Linked DNA regions of Ovis aries: region 2 is linked to region 1. A link is a contact called in public Hi-C data. All regions are on one chromosome and are shown on one strand. The core of a region is the stretch at or near the end of the contact, and the rest is flanking DNA. Distances in the headings are between cores, read along the strand shown. Region 1 overlaps SLC6A6 (solute carrier family 6 member 6). Region 2 overlaps LOC132658221 (vomeronasal type-1 receptor 90-like).

Evidence for each region. Hi-C and Micro-C count contacts between places; a contact is called where the count stands out from the background.
Region 2: a contact with region 1 is called in a Hi-C map of tail adipose tissue, with 4 times the contacts expected there. The contact joins two enhancer-like sites. A contact is called at or near these places in 7 of 16 Hi-C or Micro-C datasets (blood, hypothalamus, liver and 2 more).

What each region holds. Positions count from the first base shown.
Region 1 is chr19:57,737,157-57,743,352 of ARS-UI_Ramb_v3.0, forward strand. It overlaps SLC6A6 (solute carrier family 6 member 6), which reads right to left. Exons shown (of 13, transcript XM_042236439.2): 5 at 3,720-3,852. Among named protein-coding and RNA genes, the nearest start is that of SLC6A6, 57 kb to the right of the region's middle. Within about 2 kb of position 3,960, at least 2 of the 54 cell types and tissues checked have an H3K27ac peak or open chromatin away from gene starts, as enhancers often do. A contact at or near this core is called in tail adipose tissue, where this site is marked.
Region 2 is chr19:58,053,303-58,059,498 of ARS-UI_Ramb_v3.0, forward strand. It overlaps LOC132658221 (vomeronasal type-1 receptor 90-like), which reads left to right. Exons shown (of 1, transcript XM_060402956.1): 1 at 1-3,141. Among named protein-coding and RNA genes, the nearest start is that of WNT7A, 10 kb to the right of the region's middle. Within about 2 kb of position 3,264, at least 54 of the 54 cell types and tissues checked have an H3K27ac peak or open chromatin away from gene starts, as enhancers often do. A contact at or near this core is called in tail adipose tissue, where this site is marked.

The DNA of each region.
Region 1 (6,196 bases), core at 2,710-5,209:
GTATGTCTGTGCATGTGTGCATGTCTGTATCTGTGTGTGCGCCTGTGTGTCTGTGTGTATGTCTGTGTGTATATCTGTGTGTGTATATCTGTATGTCTGTCTGTGTCTGTCTGTGTCTGAGTGTGTATCTGTGTGTGTATGTCTGTATCTGTGTGTGTGTGTCTGTGTCTATCTGTGTGTCTGTGTTTGTCTGTGTGTGTGTGACTGTGTCTGTGTGTGTCTGTGTGTATGTCTGCGTCTGAGTGTGTATCTGTGTGTGTGTCTGTGTCTGTGTGTGTCTATGTGTCTGTGCATCTGTGTCTGTGTCTGAATGTGTGTCTGAGTGTGTGTCTGTGTGTATGTCTGTGTCTGAGTGTGTGTCTGTGTGTGCACGCTTTCTCCCCAAGCCCAGGGCAGCACAGCCCACCTGCTCACGCCACCGTGGCAGCCTCTCTGGCAGGACACCCTTGTTTTGCAGAATCTGCCGAGGCCCAGCCCCTGAGCGCCAAACTCCCAGTCTCCCCGTGGCTCTCGGAGTCCCCGTGGGAGCGGCTCTGCCAGCCGCCACCAGTGGGCCTCTGGCGGGGGCCCAGCTCCTGAGCCCCAAACTCCCAGCCTCCCGGTGACTCTCGGGATCCCCGTGGGAGCAGCTCTGGCGGGGGCCCTGCGCCAGGATGCGGTATTTTTCCACTCTTGCTGGCAAACCTCCGTGGCTGCTCTGAGCCCGTGACCCAAAAGCCCTGTGGCCCAAGTGCCCTGGAAACTTACAAAGCCAGTGCCTCCTCCTCCCCCGGGGATGGCGGGGAGAGGGTGGCCGGCCAGGCACCAGGGGGACGTGCTGGTCTCTGCTGCCCTGGGCTTCCTCTGGGGAGGTCGTCTGGGCAGCGTGGGTCACTCACCCCAGAGGCCCAGGGCCGTGGGTCTGCACCCAGGGCCTGGCAGGCCCCAAGCACCTCGTGTGTGTTTGCAGGAGAACACCACGACTCATTTCACACAGGCGGAAACTGAGGCTCCGGGGGGAAGGGACTGGCCTCGGTCACGCCGGCTGCGGGTGCAGAGCCGAGACCCCACACCAGGTCTGCAGAGGCCGGCCTGTGCTTGCATCTGGGATTTGAACTGCCAGTGGGGTTCATGAGGCCACCCTTCCTGTGGGAGGGTCTGGAGTCCCTGTCACCTCCTGCGACCTAACGTGCTGTGAGAGCAGGCAGCCGCAGGAGGCGGGAGAATGCAGGGCCCCGAGGCTGGGCGCTGGGCTGCCCAAGCTCAAATGCCACCTGGGCTACCGACAAGCTGTGTAGACGTGAACAGATCAACCTCTCTGCCCCACCATTTCCCCAAGAACATCTCCTCTTACCACTTCTGTAAAGCGGAGTAGGAACCACGCATACATCAGACATCAGGAGGCTAAAGGAGCTGATAATCGGAGCTGAGAACGGTGCCTGGCACACAAGCAAGGCGCAGAGCGTCTGCACCACGATCACAATCTCTTGGAAGAATTGAGCAGCAGTGAACTCTGAGCCAAGTGTCAGACCCTCAGAAGGACGAATGCTGTTCCACGCAAGGGAACTGACATCCAGAGAAGCCAAGTGACCTGAACTTGGGTCTTGAGCCCCCCAGGCCCAGGAGCTCCCTCCTCCCCAGCCCGGCCATGCCGGGGTCAGCCACTGAGCAAGGCCACAGCCAGGACGAGGCCATCCGGCCCCCACGGTGGCTGCAGACCTGGTCTATGGCCAGGGCTGGAAGTCATGGCCAGCGGTGGCCGCCGAGGAGCTCGAGGAAGTCCTCGGATCCTCCCTGTGTTTGTCCTGGCTTCCCCGGGGGCTGGCCCAGCCCTGCTATTGTTCTGGGGGCCACGCCTGCCCCTGGGGGCCCGGAGCCTCTTCTCTGGGGGCAGCAGGGGGACCTCCAGCCAGTCACGTCCGTCAGCCGCCAAGGGACAGCCCTGCACCCTCTCCATTTCACTTCGACTCTGGTCTCCTGCCCCTGCATGTGTCTCGGGTGAGGCTCACGGTTCCTGGCGGACATCAGCTCCTCCATTGGACCAGGGGCTCCCCGAGGGTCTGGTCGGACACATCTCTGGGCCTTTGAATGGCTTACCCCTCACTTCCGACAAATCTACGCCTCTAAGCGCCCTTCTTGGTGAGCCTTGCCTGAAACCACACCCGGCACGCCTGTCTTCCTCCACCACGTCACGCGCCCCCTTTAGCTCTTGTCTCCTTAGATCACTTTACCTAAGAGGCCCTTCACCGGGGAGAACTCGCAATCACAGCCCCTTCTCCCAATGACGTCACCCACTGCCCATCACTGTCCTTCAAAAGCCACCTTAACTCAACTCTTTTGACCTTTGAGGACTTCTTGGTCTTAGAGAGATTGTCCCGGATGGAGATGCAAATGATGGGGGTCGGGGGATGGCAGACAGGGGGTCACGTAAGGGTAGGCCAGCCAACACCTACGCTGTGGCTGTTGGTGCCCTGGGTTCAGCCCGGTGAGCCCAAGGGAACCCTCTGGAGGGTTTTTCGCCACCAGGATGACTATGGTATTATACTGGCTGGTGTTCTGCTTACCAGGTCATCCATCGCCCGGCTCTGTTAACAGGTAATATTTCGGTTACAGGCTAACAGTTTCATCACTGACAGTATACCAGCTAACCCTAAAGCCTGCATGAATGTAACACGAATTTTCAGCTACCACCTTTGCTAACAGTAATGTCTTGGCACTAGGTAACAGATTAACCAGCAGCAGATGCTTCAGCGACAGCCAGCACTTCGGTTATGAGCAAACGACTTAACGATCGGTGAGAGCTCTCCTTAATAACTAACTTCCTAGTTAACAGCTGAAATGTAAGGCCTAAGTTAATTCGGTTAATCTGACTTAGCGGCAAAAATGCGTTGAGAAGTTTTGCTTCTCAAACCTCAGTGCACATTTGGGGGAAAAGTGTTCAAATGCAGCTTCTGATTCTGTAGGTCTGGGGTCAGCCCATGGGTCTACATTTCTAAAGGGTCGACAGGGGATGTTGAGGTCGCAAGGGTCCCCGTGGCTGGTGAGCAGTTGGTAGCTAACAACACCGTTACCGGTTAACTTTGCAGTGGTATCTCAGGGTTTGTTATCCGCTAACAGTCCCTTGGACTGCAAGGAGATCCGACTAGTCCATTCTAAAAGAGATCAGTCCTGGGTGTTCTTTGGAAGGAATGATGCTAAAGCTGAAACTCCAGTACTTTGGCCACCTCATGCAAAGAGTTGACTCATTGGAAAAGTCTCTGATGCTGGGAGGGATTGGGGGCAGGAGGAGAAGGGGACGGCAGAGGATGAGATGGCTGGATGGCATCACTGACTCGATGGACATGAGTTTGAGTGAATTCCAGGAGATGGTGATGGACAGGGAGGCCTGGTGTGCTGCGATTCATGGGGTCGCAAAGAGTCGGACACGACTGAGTGACTGAACTGAACTGAACATCCTCACAGCCCACCACTCCCTAATGGGGTACCAGTGGTGTGTGGGTGCTTGGAGAGCACACCACCCCATTTCAGGAATCTTGCGGGCTGATTGTCAAACCATCAATAACTTGAAATTGGACCCGCTGGGCAGATTTACATTGTGAAATGGGCAAACGCCACAACCGAGGGGGCTGCTAGGAGAACTGGTTAATCAGGACCAGTTTTGAGCAGGAGGGCCCCAGGGGCACAGGAGCCGACCCTGCAGAGGGCCAGGCTCCACGAGGCGGGATGAGAGCACAACTCACTTTGCCCGTGGACTTGACGCCCTTCCAGATGCAGAAGAAACAGACCAGCCAGACCAGGAGGAGGCAGAGAGCAAGGTCCCACTTCAGAGCGCCCGGTTCGTCAATCCCAGAAGACAAGCTCAGCACCTTCCGCCTTCAAGCAAACAGAGCCAAGTCAGATGGGCCGGACCAGGGCTGGGAGAGCCAGCGCCAGGATTCCAGCAGTCTGGGGCTCAACCGTGCCTCCAAGCTGCGGAATCCCGCTGGTCTTGGGAAATCTTAGCTAACACCAGTTTCACAGAGTCTTAGGGAAGCCAACCAGGGGATGGGTCTGGACTCCTGAGTCGGGCGCACGTGGGTTCTATCCAGCCAGGCCTCAGGCAAGTTACGTTAAACCCCTAAGCCTCAGTTTCCTCGTCTGTGAACTAGGTACTGATTCCCATGTGATCGATTTCTCACAGACCTTTGCAGTGCTCCCTGTGGGCCAGACACTGGGTTCCGACTGGGCTCCAGCGTCCAACCACTGCCTTAACCACTTAACTTAACCACTGGGGGCTAGGTATCCAACTGCCTGCCTCAGTCTCCTCATCTCTAAAATGGGAATGACCACCCGCTCCCCCCACCCCGCCAGCCCACATTCTCTGTCCTGTCCCTGTTTTTGTATTTGCCCCCATTCCTTATCTGGATATCTCACTGAAAGATAGGTCTCCAGGGTGTTGGTTCTCTCTGGGGCTGCAGGACACCCACACGCCTCTCCGAGGGGGAAGAGAAAAGCCACGCAAAATACACTGGCCCCGGACGCCGCCAGCGGCCAGCAGACCGCGGCGGCCATTGCTGTCTTGGGGCTGAGACCCCAGGGCAGCTCCGGGCACCCAGGGAGGGCTGCTTCCTCACCTGCCCCAAGCCGGGGTTGTGACGGGCTTGGGAGGAGGTGAGCGAACCGTCTGAAGGACAATCAGCACAGCCAGCAGCTCCACTCAGCATCACATGGCAGAGCCTGGGCCTCTGGGGTCCAGAGCCTTGTTGACCAGGGGAGACGCCCACAGTGCTACTCAGACACGCCCCTGAGGGGCAGACGCCTCCTGGAACTGGGCTGGGGCCCCCAGGCTGCTGACACCGTGAAACTTAACACCCAGAAACTGACCCCGTGGTCCCGGAGCTCCGACTGCTGAGGCAGTGACCCAGGGCAGCCAGGCTGAGCACAGGGACACTGGTCCCGTGAGCTCTGCTGTCACAGGCTCCTGTTCCCGAGAAGCTGGCTCCCCCTAGAGACCCAGCTCCCTGTTCAAGGGCCACAGTCTCGGGCAGGAGCGGCAAGAGGGGCGTTTGAACCCGCCCTCCATTTCCTCTTCCGCAGAACGCAAACACGAGCTCTGGCCCCCAGACCACCCACAGCTCTCCGCCAGTCCGCGAGCAGGCCGATCCCCAGGATCAGGGCTCAGAGGGCCCACTGGCCCAGGACACGTCCTCATTGTTTTTCAGTTTTCTCCAAAGACGCTTCAAAGCGAGGACCTTGAATAAATCCAAGGTTCCCACCTCAACTGGCACTCGGGTGAGGCCTTTCTGCGGCTCACCCCCAACATCCAGGGGCTCCCTCAGGCACCGAGGCCACATCAACGAGGCTTCTCTAATTTACCTCATCTGGTCCAAGGGCTGGAAGTCACTGGCCCTGTTTTACAGATGGGGAAAACTGAGGCTTGGAGTTCCAATCACCCACGGACACATGGCCAGCAGGTGGCAGAGCTGCCACCCTACATCAGGGCTGTCTGACCCCCAAAGCCGGTGCTCTCCCGGCTCCACTGCCTTTTCTGATTAATACAGAAATCAGAGCCTTCACTTTAACAAGAATTGCTCCAGGCCTTGCTTCGGCAGGGCTCACGGGACCCTCAGGGCCGGGGGCCTCTTCACGAGGCAGGCTGTGCAGCTGGTCAAGTACAAGCACGTGGGCCTGGCCCTGAGGTGGCTTTAGAACAGGGCCCTTCCTGGCGCGGCCTCCAGGGCTTGGCTCCTTCCATGAAGCCGGGGCCTGCTGGGCAGCAGCCAAGGCTTCCGTGTGAATGGGTGGCCTCGGGGAGGCCCCTCTCTGCCGCCAGGCTTCCGGGGAGGTCTACCATGATGCTCCAGATGCCTGGTGTCCTTCCGGCTCCCCGGCCGCCCCCTCACCCTGGATGTCGCCCTCAGGGGAGCCTGTCTTGCCTACCAGACTCCAGACACTCCGCAGATGAGGCACACAGCAGGTGCTCAGCCAGTGCCACGGCGTGTCCAGGCACAAGAGGTCTTCTCTTTCTCCTCAGGGGCGAGCTGACCTAGGGGCCCGAGACCCCAAAGCCCCCATCCTGACCACACCAGCCCCACGCTTAGGTCATAGGCACCCTCCTGCCGGCTCCCACTGCCGCGCTGGGCAAACCTGTGGTGCCCACTACGGAGGGGAGGGGGCCGCGTGGCCTTGCTCTGGCAGCCGCCCAGCCACAGAGGCCACAACGGGGAAATCGAGTCAC
Region 2 (6,196 bases), core at 2,014-4,513, 320 kb after region 1:
TCTTTTTAATGGCTGAGTAATATTCCATTGTGTATATGTACCACAGGTTTCTTATCCATTCGTCTGCTGATGGACATCTAGGCTGCTTCCATGTCCTGGCTATTATAAACAGTGCTGTGATGAACATTGGGGTACGTGTGTCTCTTTTAATTCTGGTTTCCTCAGTGTGCATGCCCAGCAGTGGGATTACTGGGTCATATGGCAGTTCTATTTCCAATTTTTTAAGAAATCTCCATACTTTTCTCCATAGTGGCTGTACTAGTTTGCATTCCCACCAACAGTGTAAGAGGGTTCCTTTTTCTCCACACCCTCTCCAGCATTTATTGCTTGTAGACTTTTGGATATCAGCCATTCTGACTGGCATGAAATGGCACCTCATTGTGGTTTTGATTTGCATTAAGAGAGTAAATCTTAAAAATCCTTATCACAAGAAAACAAAGCATTTGTAACTATGTACGGCAACAGATGTTACCGAAACTTATTTTCAATATATACCGATAACAGATCATTGCGTTGTACACCTGAAAGTAATATAACATTATATTCCAATTTTACCTTAGTATCAACATAAAAATATATTAATAAGTATGAAATCTTTGAGGTAAATGAGCTCTACTTCCCAGCTAGTTTTGTTGACAATATACTCTTGGGATTTCTGTCCAGTCTGCAGTCTCTGTGGTTAATGAAGCATCTGAAAGCTTATAAATATTGATTACATTCAGAAGATTTATATACATTATTAATTTTTCTTATTGAATAAGAGAGAGGTTATTTTGAAAAGTTTTTCGCCATTCAATGGCACCCCACTCCAGTACTCTTGCCTGGAAAATCCCATGGTTGGAGGAACCTGGAAGGCTGCAGTCCACAGGATCGCTGAGGGTTGGAGACGACTGAGCGACTTCACTTTCACTTTTTACTTTCATGCACTGGAGAAGGAAATGGCAACACACTGCAGTGTTGCCTGGAGAATCCCAGGGACGGAGGAGCCTGGTGGGCTGCCGTCTATGGGGTCGCACAGAGTCGGACACGACTGAAACGACTTAGCAGCAGTAGCAGCAGCAGCATAGATGACTTCTCTCCAGGATGAATTCTCCAATTCCTAACGAGGATCATTTAGAGTTGAAGACTTTCCTACACTGTCTGCACCCAACAGCGTTCTTACAACCGCTGAAAAAGAGTTGAGCTATAGCTGAAGGATTTCCCACATTTACTACATTCATAAGAGTTTAATGGATTGAATGGTGTCCCCTTCAAATATAGAAGTTTTATAATCGGTTAAACCATAACCTCCAAAATTCACCCAGAACTTCAGAAGGTTATCCTATTTGGAAATGAAGTCTTTGAAGATACAGTTATTTAGGACAAGGCCATACTAGACCAGGGTGGGTCCTAACTCCACTGACTGGTTTCCTTATAAGAAGCAAGAGGACACACAGACACATTCAGGAAGAACAGCACCAAGGAAGGATGTTGAAGGTTACTGGAGATCTGCAAGGCTGGGAAAGAGGCATGGGACAGACCCCTCAGAGCCTTCATGAGAAACTAACTTCAACTACAGCTGCTTTTCAGCTTCAGGTTTCTTTGCTGAACTGTGAGAGAATAAACTATTATGTGTTCAAGCCTGTGGGTGCAGGCACGCTACGTCCATTCATTCGCGTCTGACTCTTTGTGACCTCACGGACTGTAGCCCTCCAGGCTCCTCTGTCCATGGGATTCTCCAAGCAAGAATACTGGAGTGGGTTGACATTTCCTCCTCCAGGGGATCTTCCTGACCCAGGAATCGAACCCGCATCTCTTTTAAGTCTTCTGCATTGGCAGGCAGGTTCTTTACCACTAGCGCCACCTGGGAAGCCCATTTATGGTCATATCTGGAAAATTAATTAGATACATAAAATTCATTGAGAGGTGTGCTAAAAAGATACAAGCTGCTAATGAAACAAGTTTTAAGTGGCTTTCCAAAAGGCCCAACCACCAAGCCAGTTTCCATGTTCAGCGGGCGCTAGAGAAAGCCTTGCGCACAGTTCTGGCGCCATCTCGTGTCAACACTGAGCCGAGCACTTTTAAATATTCTAAACAAGAGAGGGTAAATAAAGGCAAAGAAGAGCAGAGGGATGTGGCCAAGCGTTCCTGAAAACCCGGGGAGGGAAAGGAGATGCGCCTGGAAAGGCAGGCTGGGCCAGCTCTGAGCCAGGCCTTTATCCCATTGGCACTGAAGGGCTCTTAGCACCCAAGTGACACGATCACATGTGTGTTTTAGAACAAACCATCCTAGGAATACAGGCACGGACTGTGAGAAGGGATCAGATGCCACGTGGACAGCTGGTCCAAGCTGTGCTTCAGCCTCAATTTTGGGGCCAGATCACAGGATTGGCTGCCTCCCACCAGAACACAAGCAGGGATTACTGGCTTATACGTTCGTGTCTATGCCCCCCACCCTACCCTGGCTTAACACTTTTTATTAGGAATTAAAAGAGGTGACATCTTACCACATACAGACCACAGGATAATTCTGCCGAAGTCCTTACCCCGAGCATCCCCCAAGCCTCTTTCTGAACGTTCCGACAGGAGGGCGTGTCCACCCATCTCACAGCTGACAACCGGGCTCAGTGAGGTCGCCCCCCGCCCGGGCCAAGGCCGTCCTCCGACTCCGGACTCCCTCACCGCCCGGAGCCCAGGGAGCGCCTCCCGCCTCAGGTCCAAACGCCGGCGCAGCCCAGGCTCGGCTGGGCTCGGCTGTCCGTGCCGCCCCCGCCCCGGACCGCGGACACATCCACCCGACGACGGGGCGGGGGCGCGCTTCTCCGGACGGCCCGACGGGCAATTTCAGCCCCAGGGGACCTGTCCCCCAGAACCCCTCCCAGGGTAACCGGAGCCGAGGGCCCAGCCCAGGGAGGCGACACCCAGTCCCGGCAGACAGGGCACAAGGCCCCCGCCATCCACAGCCCGAGCTGCGCAACCCGGGAAAGACTCACGGGCCTGGCGAACGAAGCGCCCCGCTTCCCCTGTTTAGCCTGAAAAGGTGAGGTCTACACGCGAAGGACCGCAGGACTGCCAGAGCAGCTTCACCCCTAACAAGTCCCGCCACCGCCTCCGTTAGGCGGGACCCACTCAGTCGCCCTTGCGGTCACCCGCTCCGCTCCCGGGAACTAGCTCGGCTCCGCTCGGCTCCGCTCGGCCCCGCTCCGCTCTACCCGACAGGCTCTGTCCACCTGCTCGGCTCTGCTCGGCTCCGCTCGGCTCGCCTCAGCTCCGCTCGGCTCCGCTCGGCCCCGCTCGGCCCCGCTCGGCTCTACCCGACAGGCTCTGTCCACCTGCTCGGCTCCGCTCGGCTCTCCTCGGCTCCGCTCGGCTCTCCTCAGCCCCGCTCGGCCCCGCTCGGCCCCGCTCGGCTCTGCCCGACAGGCTCTGTCCGCCTGCTCGGCTCCGCTCGGCGCACCAGCTGTGCGGCTATCGACCCGTGGAACAATCGCGACCCGCGCGCTGGCCTGGCTGGGCGCTACGGTCCGGCTCGGCCCTGTTTGGCCCCCCTTCGGCTTGTGTCCCGCACCGCCGTCTCCACCCGCAGCCTCGTCGCCTTCTCCGGCCACCCGAGGAGCCGCCTGCCCCTGCCCCCCCGCCAGCGGCCGGGCCGCTCTGAGGGAGCCGGCCGTACCCCGCCCCGCAGAGGCCGCGCGGGCTGCGGGGCAGCCCCTGGGTTCCGGGCCGCCGCGGCCTCGGCTCGCGTCCAGGCCCCCGCACCGCCGCCGGAGGACCGTGGGGCCGGCCCCTCCCCGCCGAGTCCCGGTCTCGGCGGCTGCGGACTGGAGCTGCTGAGGAGCGCGTGGTCCCGGGGCTCGCGGCGGGGCTGAGGCGCCGGGGGCGCGTGTCGCTCTGTGAGCTGGGCGGAGGGTGGACGCAGGGGAGGGCCGGGGCAGGCCAGCCAGAGCCCGGGCCCTGAGGGCGGAGACACGCGCGGAGGCCGGCCCGCTGCCTGGCCGTGCAGAGCTGTGTGTCTTCAGCAAGTCGCCCAGTGTCCTCAGTAAGAGACCAGTTCCTTTACAAGCAAGAACCCTGTGGGCGCCCCTGCCCGGGACCTGGAAGAATGAGGTCGCACAGGTGTCAGTCCTATTCCGTGTCCTTCAGAAGGTTGGGTTGAGGGAAGGATGGTCCATAGCCTCCACTGAGTTTCATCCACAAACCTTTCCTCGCCTGGAACTCAAAGCTGGCGAGGCAGGGCAACAGGTGGGTACTTGAACTGCAAGCTGCAGAAACTGGATTTAGGAATTCAAATGAAAACAATTGTTTGAAAGGATATACTGAAAGGTTGGGGAATTAAGGGAGGCCTGAAGGAAAAAAAAACCGTAGAAGCCAGTAGCCACGACCTCTGGACATTAACCCCGGGACGCTGAGCTGTCGCTGCTTGGACTGTGTCCAGAGTAGAGGATCTGATTAATGGGATGTAGGTGTCAGGAAATTCTTCACGTTGGAGTCGGCTTTGCAGGATGAATAGAAGTTGGCCAAAGGGAGAAGAATGGGGCTTCCACATAAGAGGAGCAGGGGGACAGGGCCGGGATCTGGGGGCCACAGTATGCCAGGTGCTCCCCTGGTCATCTTACTCAGTGCTCACAAACCCTACTACCTAGGTGCCGTTAATTTTTTGGGGAAATGATTTTATCTTCTTCATAAAATTGCTAAATGCCTTTCTAAAGAATTCAAGCTAGATAGCAAAATGCTGCAGAAATTGGGGGTGGGGGTAGGGGTAATCATAGCAAATTCTAGTACCCCAAATGTCCAAGATTAATATTAGCAACATCATCTCAGATATCATTGTAGGCCTATATATGGCAGGAGGCAAGAAGGAGAAAAAACTGGAGGGAGATTGGATGGAAGGGAGGGAGGGCAAAAGGAATCAGAATTCTGTGAAGGGGGAATCCCACTATTTGCTAAATTTTAAAATATATTAAGCTTATTATACTTGAATTTAACAAAATAATTTAAATAAAAGCAGTTGCTAATTTGATTGTTTGCTATCATAACAGATATTTCCTCCAAGATTCCCCCCCACCCCAAGATTATGAAGAACATTGAGAAGTTGGGGGTCATTGATTCTCTTTAAGTTACGCGTTTGCTCTTGGCTCAGTTTTTCCCTTCTATGAAAGTGAAGTTGCTCAGTCATGTACAACTCTTTGTGATCCCATTGACTGTACTCTACCAGGCTCCTCCATCCATGGCATTTTCCAGGTAAAAGTACTGGAATGGGTTGCCATTTCCTTTTCCAGGGGATCTTTCCGACCCAGGGATCGAACCCAAGTCTCCCACATTGCAGGCAGACGCTTTACCCTCTGAGCCACCAGGGAAGCCCTTTTCCCTAATATGAAGGATTAAAAATGTAAGTTCCTCACACTTTGCTCATGTCCACACCCAACATCTGCTGTTGAGCTATTGTTTCCATAATGCCAAGGTCTTTAACATTACATTTACTCTGCCACCTCCCTTCCCTTGGATATTTAGTGTTAGTTCTGAGTTATTTGGGAGAATTACTCACCTCGAGCCTTGCTGCCTTGGCTTTTCCCCCTCTGACTTCCATGTTTAGTTTTATCTCTTGGTGGGCACAGCCTCAACGGACGAATGTGAACCTTGAGCTTTGTTCAAAAACACGTTGCCTATGGCAGATCAGTGGAGGAGTCAAGATTCTGAGTTAGATTTTCCTGACTCCAAAGACTACCCAGGAGACAGGAGCTTTTGGTACGAGGTTGGCATCTGGGGAAGGGGAGAGTCACTCTCTCTCCTTGAACCTTCTGGGGAGGCCAGAGGGGGCTGGACAAGACATACGGCTAATTCTGCCCCAAGGCTCAGTGTCAGAGCTGGGCAGATTCCCTGTGGTGCCCCTAACCCAGCGCCAGAGGTCTGAGGAAGGAATGAGTGAGACAGGCTGCTGGTCTTGTCTAGAGTTACCTGGAGGCTGAGAGCTGTGGACAGAAAGTAGGACAATGAGGAAGCTCAAAGCATCTCCTTTCCTATTGTAGAAACGAAAATTCCCAACCGGGGGTCTATGCCAAGTTTCTTTCACTTGGGGGAAAATAATAAAGCCCAGAGTTGGGCAGCCTGCGCTGGAATGGCAGCTCAACCACGTCCCCTGATCCTTCTTGTTTTCCAGTCTGCCACCCTTCTCAAGATGGTGGCCAGAGGTCAGCAGAGAAAGGGGAATCCAAGGAAC